2 separate regions of the Mus musculus genome follow, and region 1 is linked to region 2. A link is a contact called in public HiChIP or PLAC-seq data. All regions are on one chromosome and are shown on one strand. Each heading gives the region's core, a stretch centred on a gene start, on an enhancer-like site or on the middle of the called end of the contact. The rest is flanking DNA. Distances are from core to core; before and after follow the strand shown.

What was found. HiChIP or PLAC-seq counts read pairs in DNA pulled down with a chosen protein or histone mark.
Region 1: an H3K27ac HiChIP or PLAC-seq map of embryonic stem cells shows a contact between it and region 2, with 9 times the contacts expected there. The contact joins the enhancer-like site here to the promoter of Foxe3 in region 2. A contact is called at or near these places in 5 of 39 promoter capture datasets (embryonic stem cells, maxillary cranial neural crest, pre-B cells and 1 more), 1 of 15 datasets of contacts at CTCF or cohesin (stem cell-derived epiblast-like cells), 7 of 484 Hi-C or Micro-C datasets (embryonic cerebral cortex, embryonic ectoderm, embryonic stem cells and 1 more) and 3 of 115 datasets of contacts at active chromatin or transcription factors (all in embryonic stem cells).

What each region holds. Positions count from the first base shown.
Region 1 is chr4:115,953,102-115,956,341 of GRCm38.p6, forward strand. No RefSeq gene overlaps it. Among named protein-coding and RNA genes, the nearest start is that of Dmbx1, 15 kb to the left of the region's middle. Within about 2 kb of position 1,775, at least 6 of the 459 cell types and tissues checked have an H3K27ac peak or open chromatin away from gene starts, as enhancers often do. A contact at or near this core is called in embryonic stem cells, where this site is marked.
Region 2 is chr4:114,924,505-114,927,419 of GRCm38.p6, forward strand. Foxe3 (forkhead box E3) reads right to left here and starts at 1,563. Exons shown (of 1, transcript NM_015758.3): 1 at 1-1,563. The coding sequence starts at 1,509. The coding sequence ends at 643.

The sequences.
Region 1 (3,240 bases), core at 525-3,024, 1.0 Mb after region 2:
AACCCTTATATCACCGGGTCATAATCCTCTATAGTTAGCTGGGAGACAGAGATGGTCAGGCTGAATAGAGGCCTCACAAACTAAAAGCAAGAGTGGACGACAAGGCAAGGTGGCGTACAGCTTTAATCCCAGCACTTGGGATCCAGAGGCAGGTGGATCTCTGTGAGTTCAAAGGGCATTCTGGTCTACATATCAAGCTCCAGGACAGCCAGGACTACATAAATAAACCATGTCTCAAGACAAGCAAACACTAAACCTGGGTCAATGTGACCCATAGACTGTGGAATTGGAAGCAAAGAGAAGAGAGTCTAATGAAAGAAGGAAGAAGGGACACAGAGAGAAGAGCGTGCTGAACCAGACAGGTGAGGCTGGCAGGTGCTGGGAGGTGGGGAAAGGCAAGATGGGCGGGCACAAGTGAAGAGAGGAAGAAAGAAGCAGGGGCAGGGGGGCTGCAAAGGGAACAGAGGCCACCAAGGGGGCCCAGGAGACCGTGCCCCCTGCTGCCTTCTACCCACAGTCTACATCTATCCCTGCCCATAAGGCTCTATGTCCAGCCCTGAGGACTGCCAGCCCTGTGACTGATGGCCAGGCCCCTGCTGGGGGCACCGAGGGCAGCCACTCAGCAGAGGCAAACAGCTTGACCGTCTGTGGCCTCTGGACTCTGGGGCATGGTGGAAGCAGTGGGCAGAACAGATTGAGTTCGGCGTGATGCTTAGAAGCCCAGGCTTGGGGGAGGGGAGAGCTGGCTATGGCTCTTTCTTCCCCTTCCTGGATCAGCTAGTCCAACCTCTTCTTCTTCTGGCAAAGCTGGGCTTTAAGAAGTTCAGTCTTGCTGGCCTAGGTGCTCTGGCTTCCAACTTGTCAGACACCCTTCAGGATAGGACAGAGCCAGACAGGATAGGCCTTCTACCCTCTCACCCATTTGCCTGTCCCATAGAGCCAGGCCCAACACCACATTCTACATTTTGCTTCATTTTCTCCCATCCCCTTCAAGCTGTTTTCATGGACAGAAGAGAGGTGTTAACTTGACTCTATTGTATATCATCGAGCCCCAAATGCATGGCTTCCCAAAGCAATGAGCTATTAGAACTCCTCAGTCTCCTGAGGGGCTTCGTTTTCTCTTCAAATTTGGGGTCCAGTTTTGTTTGTTTGTTTGCTTGTTTGTTTGTTTGTTTGACAAGGGCTCATGGAGCCTGGGCTGGCCTTGAACTCACTATGTAGCTGATAATGACCTTGAACTCCTGGTGGTTCTAACCCAGGTACTGGGATATGGGTGTGTGCCACCTCTCCTAGCTCATCATCCTAAAAAGGACAGTTGAAGAGAGGGCAGGGCAAGGAGAAGCACTTAGGATGACAGTGTGTAGCTCTCCTAGGGTCTCAAAGCAACTGGACTGGGTTAGAATCCGACTATTCTGCATTCATGCATCCGGGGTTCTACCCACTATCTCCCCTGCCTCTTCTGTACCTTGTGGTTGGGCTCAGCCTTTTACTACCCTTCCATAAACACATTACACACAGGCCAACAGATCTGCAGCCATGAGGAACTGAGGTAGCCCAGGAAAACAGGCTTGAGACCTAACTTCCTCTCCAAACCCAGGGAAGCTGTCTTGTGGGTAGGTGACCTCTAGGCATCTCAGGATGCTGATACTGAGAAAAGCCAATCAGAACTCCCAAAGAGGAAACACTTAGCAAGCATCCCAGGGAGGAACTGAACAGCTTACTTTCAAGAGGCCGGAAAAGGGAGAGTGGGTGGGAGGACTGCTCCTTGGGGCTCCTTCCAGACCTGAAGCCCCAGGACCCATTGTTTTGGAAATGGAAAAATCACGTGCTCCCTGCTAGAAAGGACCCCACTCCCTCTTCCTCCCAGATCAGTGGTCAGAAGGCTAAAAGGCTAAATAAACTATTTTCTTGACCTTCCTCTAAGGTCTATGGTCCCCAAGGGAGCTTGATATCTGGACCCCAGCCCCAGCCCCACAAACTATTCCCCCCACCCCCACCAAGGCCTCCTCAGTGTCTGGCTGAGCGAGGATGGGACGACAAGGGGCCAGAAAGGGGGCTCATCAACATTTCCAGCAATGCTAATAGACTATCCTCGGCCACATCCTATTACTGCACACCCCCTCCCCAGCCCCCCAGCCTAGCTGGCCTGCGCCTCTCCTCGGCCCCGGGGACCAGGCATCAGATTGGAGTCAAGATTCCGAGAGTGTCATTTGCCGCCGTTGATGGTGCCGATAATAGGGATGGGCGGGCGGGCGGGGAGCCGCAGCGCAGAGGCGGATTCTCTATTAAGACTGCTGCTCAGTGCAGCAGCCAGAAAGAAGCAGGCAGGCCTGCGCTGGGCAGACAAGGCCAGCAGAGTTCCATAATGGGATGGGTGGCTTACCTATGGCATTGTCTGCACCGTTAGTGGGGACCACTCTTAGGAGCAGACATACTGGGCTTAGAGAGTGACAAAGGCCAGGAGAAGCAGGAAGAAACCGGGCAAGGCAAGCTCCAGCTGCCCCTGCAGCACTGTCTGCCTCCCTCTGTCCTTTTCACTACCCGGGACCCAAAGATCCTAGTTGATCAATAGAACAAGATATTTTTGCTCCCTCCTTGACTTCAGTCTTACTGAAAATCAGTCCTCCCAGAGGCCTAAAAAACCTGGAAGAGTGTGATCCTCCAACCAAAAAGCTGAGCTCAGCCACTACGTGTTTTTCAGGGTTTTGGGTTTTTTTCTTTTTTTTCATTTCTTTTCTTTTCTTTTCTTTTCCTTTCCTTTTCCTTTCCTTTCCTTTCCTTTCCTTTCCTTTCCTTTCCTTTCCTTTCCTTTCCTTTCTTTTCTTTCCTTTCCTTTCTTTTCTTTTCTTTCCCCAGAGTTTCACTAGGCAACCCAACCTGGCCTCAAACTCAAAATACTCCTGGCTCAGCCTCCCAGGTGCTGGGATTATAGGTGACAGTGAATGTTGTTCTTATGCCTTGCATACCACCATCACCTTCACCTCCTCCTTTAATGCCACCGACCGCCACCCAAGCCACCCTCATGGGCATCCCTAATCCCTGCAACCCAACCCTGTTTCTGCTTGTACACAGTGCTCACCATTGCTCTACCCAGCCAGCCAGTTCTATCATCACTATCATCACCATCTGATGTCTGATGAAGATCTTAGCCCTGAGAGTTCCTATGGTTCCTAGCTGTATTATCTTCTGAGCCTGTAGCATCATCACCTTTAGCATGGATATGGTATTAGCTACTGTAAG
Region 2 (2,915 bases), core at 313-2,812:
TCTGTGCTTTCCATGGGGTGGAGCAGCCACAGACTCCCATTAATTCCCCATTCAGTCAGGAGATCCTGGTGCCGAGTAACCTAGAAAATCTGAAGAACTGTTCAGAGCAGAGCCCTCAGGTGAGTCTTTGTCGGAGACAGGCTCGGTAAGAAAACAAGCACAGACTGTAAACCTAGGGCAGGGAACAAATTTGCCAAACTTATCGGTAAATGGAGGAAGATGGGGTAGAAGTAATGAACCCAGGAGTCTGACCTCTGATGTGTTGGCAAAACATCAGAGATGGAGGAGGTGCCTTGGAACGAAAAGTTTCCACAGACTGGAACTCACAGGGACATTTGGGGCTGGGGCTGGAGTTCCAAAGCACCGGATTTGGCAGTGCAAGGGTGCTTATGTGGGGAGCACAAGTAAAGGGAGGAAAGACCTCAAATTGGAGAGGGCGCTTCAGTCTGGTGGTGAGACAGCCAGGGTCTCCCCAGGGATGGAGGAGGGCAGGGAAGGCTTAGCCCCAAGCAAGGCTCGGGGACCCAGCGAATTGCGCCACGCTGCGGGCGGGCGGGTACGGGTACCACGGACAAGCTCGCACTGCTCCAGCGCAGGCCGGGGCAGAAGGCTCCACCAGGCGCTCCCGCAGCGGAAAGCGACTCACAGGTAGCGCTCCAGCCCCGGCGCGAAGCCCGGCTGTCTCAGGTAGGCTTCCCCGGCTCCGAGCGGCCCGAGCGCGCCGGCCGATCCCGCCAAGGCCAGGAGAGGCTGGGCGGGCAGCGGCGCGGGTAACCCCAGGCGCTCGGACGCTGGCGAGTAGAGCGGCGGCGAGGCTGCGGCGGCACAGGGCGGGAAGGCGGCGTCGGGCGCGGCGCAGCAAGGCGGCTCGGGCGCCACGGGTCCCGGCGGCTCAGGCTGCAAGCCCAACAGGCTGTCCAGGCGGAAGAGGCGCGCGGGCGGAGCGGACGCGGGTGCTGGCGGGGGCGGGAAGGGCGCATAGGGGAAGGGCGGCGGCGGCGGCGGCGGTGCGGGCAGCTCAGCGCGCTTGAAGCGCTTGCGGCGCCGCAGGAAGCTACCGTTGTCGAACATGTCAGCGGCCGCGGGATCGAGCGTCCAGTAGTTGCCCTTGCCCGGATTGCCCGGCTCGCGCGGCACCTTGACGAAACAGTCGTTGAGGGTGAGGTTGTGGCGGATGCTGTTCTGCCACTTGCGCGGGCTGTCGCGGTAGAAGGCGAAGCGCTCGGTGATGAAGCGGTAGATGGCTGCCAGCGTTAGACGGCGGCCGGGAGCGTGCGCCAGGGCCATGGCAATGAGCGCGATGTATGAGTAGGGCGGCTTCCCACGCTGTAGTGGCCGCCGCCGTCGCTTCCCCGGGCCAGGCACGGCCGTGGGCTCGGCGTCCCCACCGCCCACCACTTCCTCCGGTTCGCGCCCCGGTTCGGCTCCCGCCAGCGTCGGCAGCTGCGGCCCGGACGGCGTGAGCGAGGGCAAGGCCGGGAAGCCCGAGAAAGCGACTTGCGCATCCATGTGCGGGGGGTGGGGGTGGGGGTCCTAGGGATGCGGAGTCCCTGCTCGCGCCCCGGAGAGCGGGGGTCGCAGGTTCGCCTTATATGGACACACACACTCCCACCTCCCGAGGAGAGGGCCCTGACCTGCCCTCTAATTTGCTTTCCCAGCCCCCTTCCCGGGCTGGCAGCCCACCTCTGTTTCTCCCCCTCCCTTGGTCTAGTCCCTCTGGGTCAATTTTTTTCAGACCCTCCCTCATCCCTGAGTCAGTCTCTGGGCCCCATCCCCATCCCGTGGTATTTGGTAGTACTGCTCCCATTACCCCCGCCCCTTTGGGTCAACCCCAATTACAAACACACCCATTCAGCACACTCTACTGCCCTCTCCCCATTTTGTGCCTTGTAGAGGTCAGATCCCCCTTAGCCTTCCCCATGCTTCTAGTTCCCGCTCCAGCAGTCTTTGCTAGCCTCAGGCATCCTATGTAGCTGGTCAGGGAGGCATCAGGCTCCTTTGGACAGCAGAGAACCAGAGTGAAGATGATGGAAGACAGCAAGACAGCGCAGAACCAGGCTGCCTTTGTTGCAGGGGAAAATGTTTAGAAGCCCTAACTCCTTTCCCTGCTGCACCCCCTTCATCCTTATCCATCCCTGACTCCAGGGAAACTTGTTTCAAACATACATAACTCCACCTCTCCCCCCCAAAAGGCGCATACCCCCCCCCACATGCTTCCACTGAAGGCAGGGCTGAGCGAACTGCTTTCTGATGTAGCATTATCAGTGGGTAGAGAGAGGGGAGAGTTTTTGTTAAAATGCCCCACCAGCACACAGAGAGAGCCAAAGGCGGAGAAGCCTTGTTCTTAAAGCAGGCAGACTGACAAGATCAAGGGAAGTAGAGGCAGAGCAAGGAGCACAGAGACAAGAGAAGGTCTTACTGTGACAAGTCCCAGAGGCACTTACTGCCAAGGTCTTGTGAGTACAGCCAGCCCTTGAGAAAATTTGGGCACCCATCAGACTCCATCTCTGATGAAGCATATCTTATCCCTTACCTCGAGAGGAGAGGGCTCGGACCTGCCCTCTAATTTGCTAGTCTAGTGCAGATGCCCAAAGCTAGATTCAGGTGGCCTGTAGCCAAGGATGCAAAATCCAAATTCAAGCATGGGGCTCAAAGACTCCCCTCCTGTACACAGCTGATAACAAATCACAGCTACCACTGTTTAGCATTTTGTATTTGGTAAATACTTATAGTATTTCACTGGCATTTAAGCTCCACTGGGCGGTAGTACTATCCCCGTTTCTTGGCTGAGGGAACAGGTGCTCTGAGAGGTAAAGTAGTATACCTCGACTCCCACAAGGTACACTAATAGTGGCAGAGCAGAAATGAAACCCTGTGGTCAGAGCACTACCCATCACTGCTCTTCTAATGCCTTT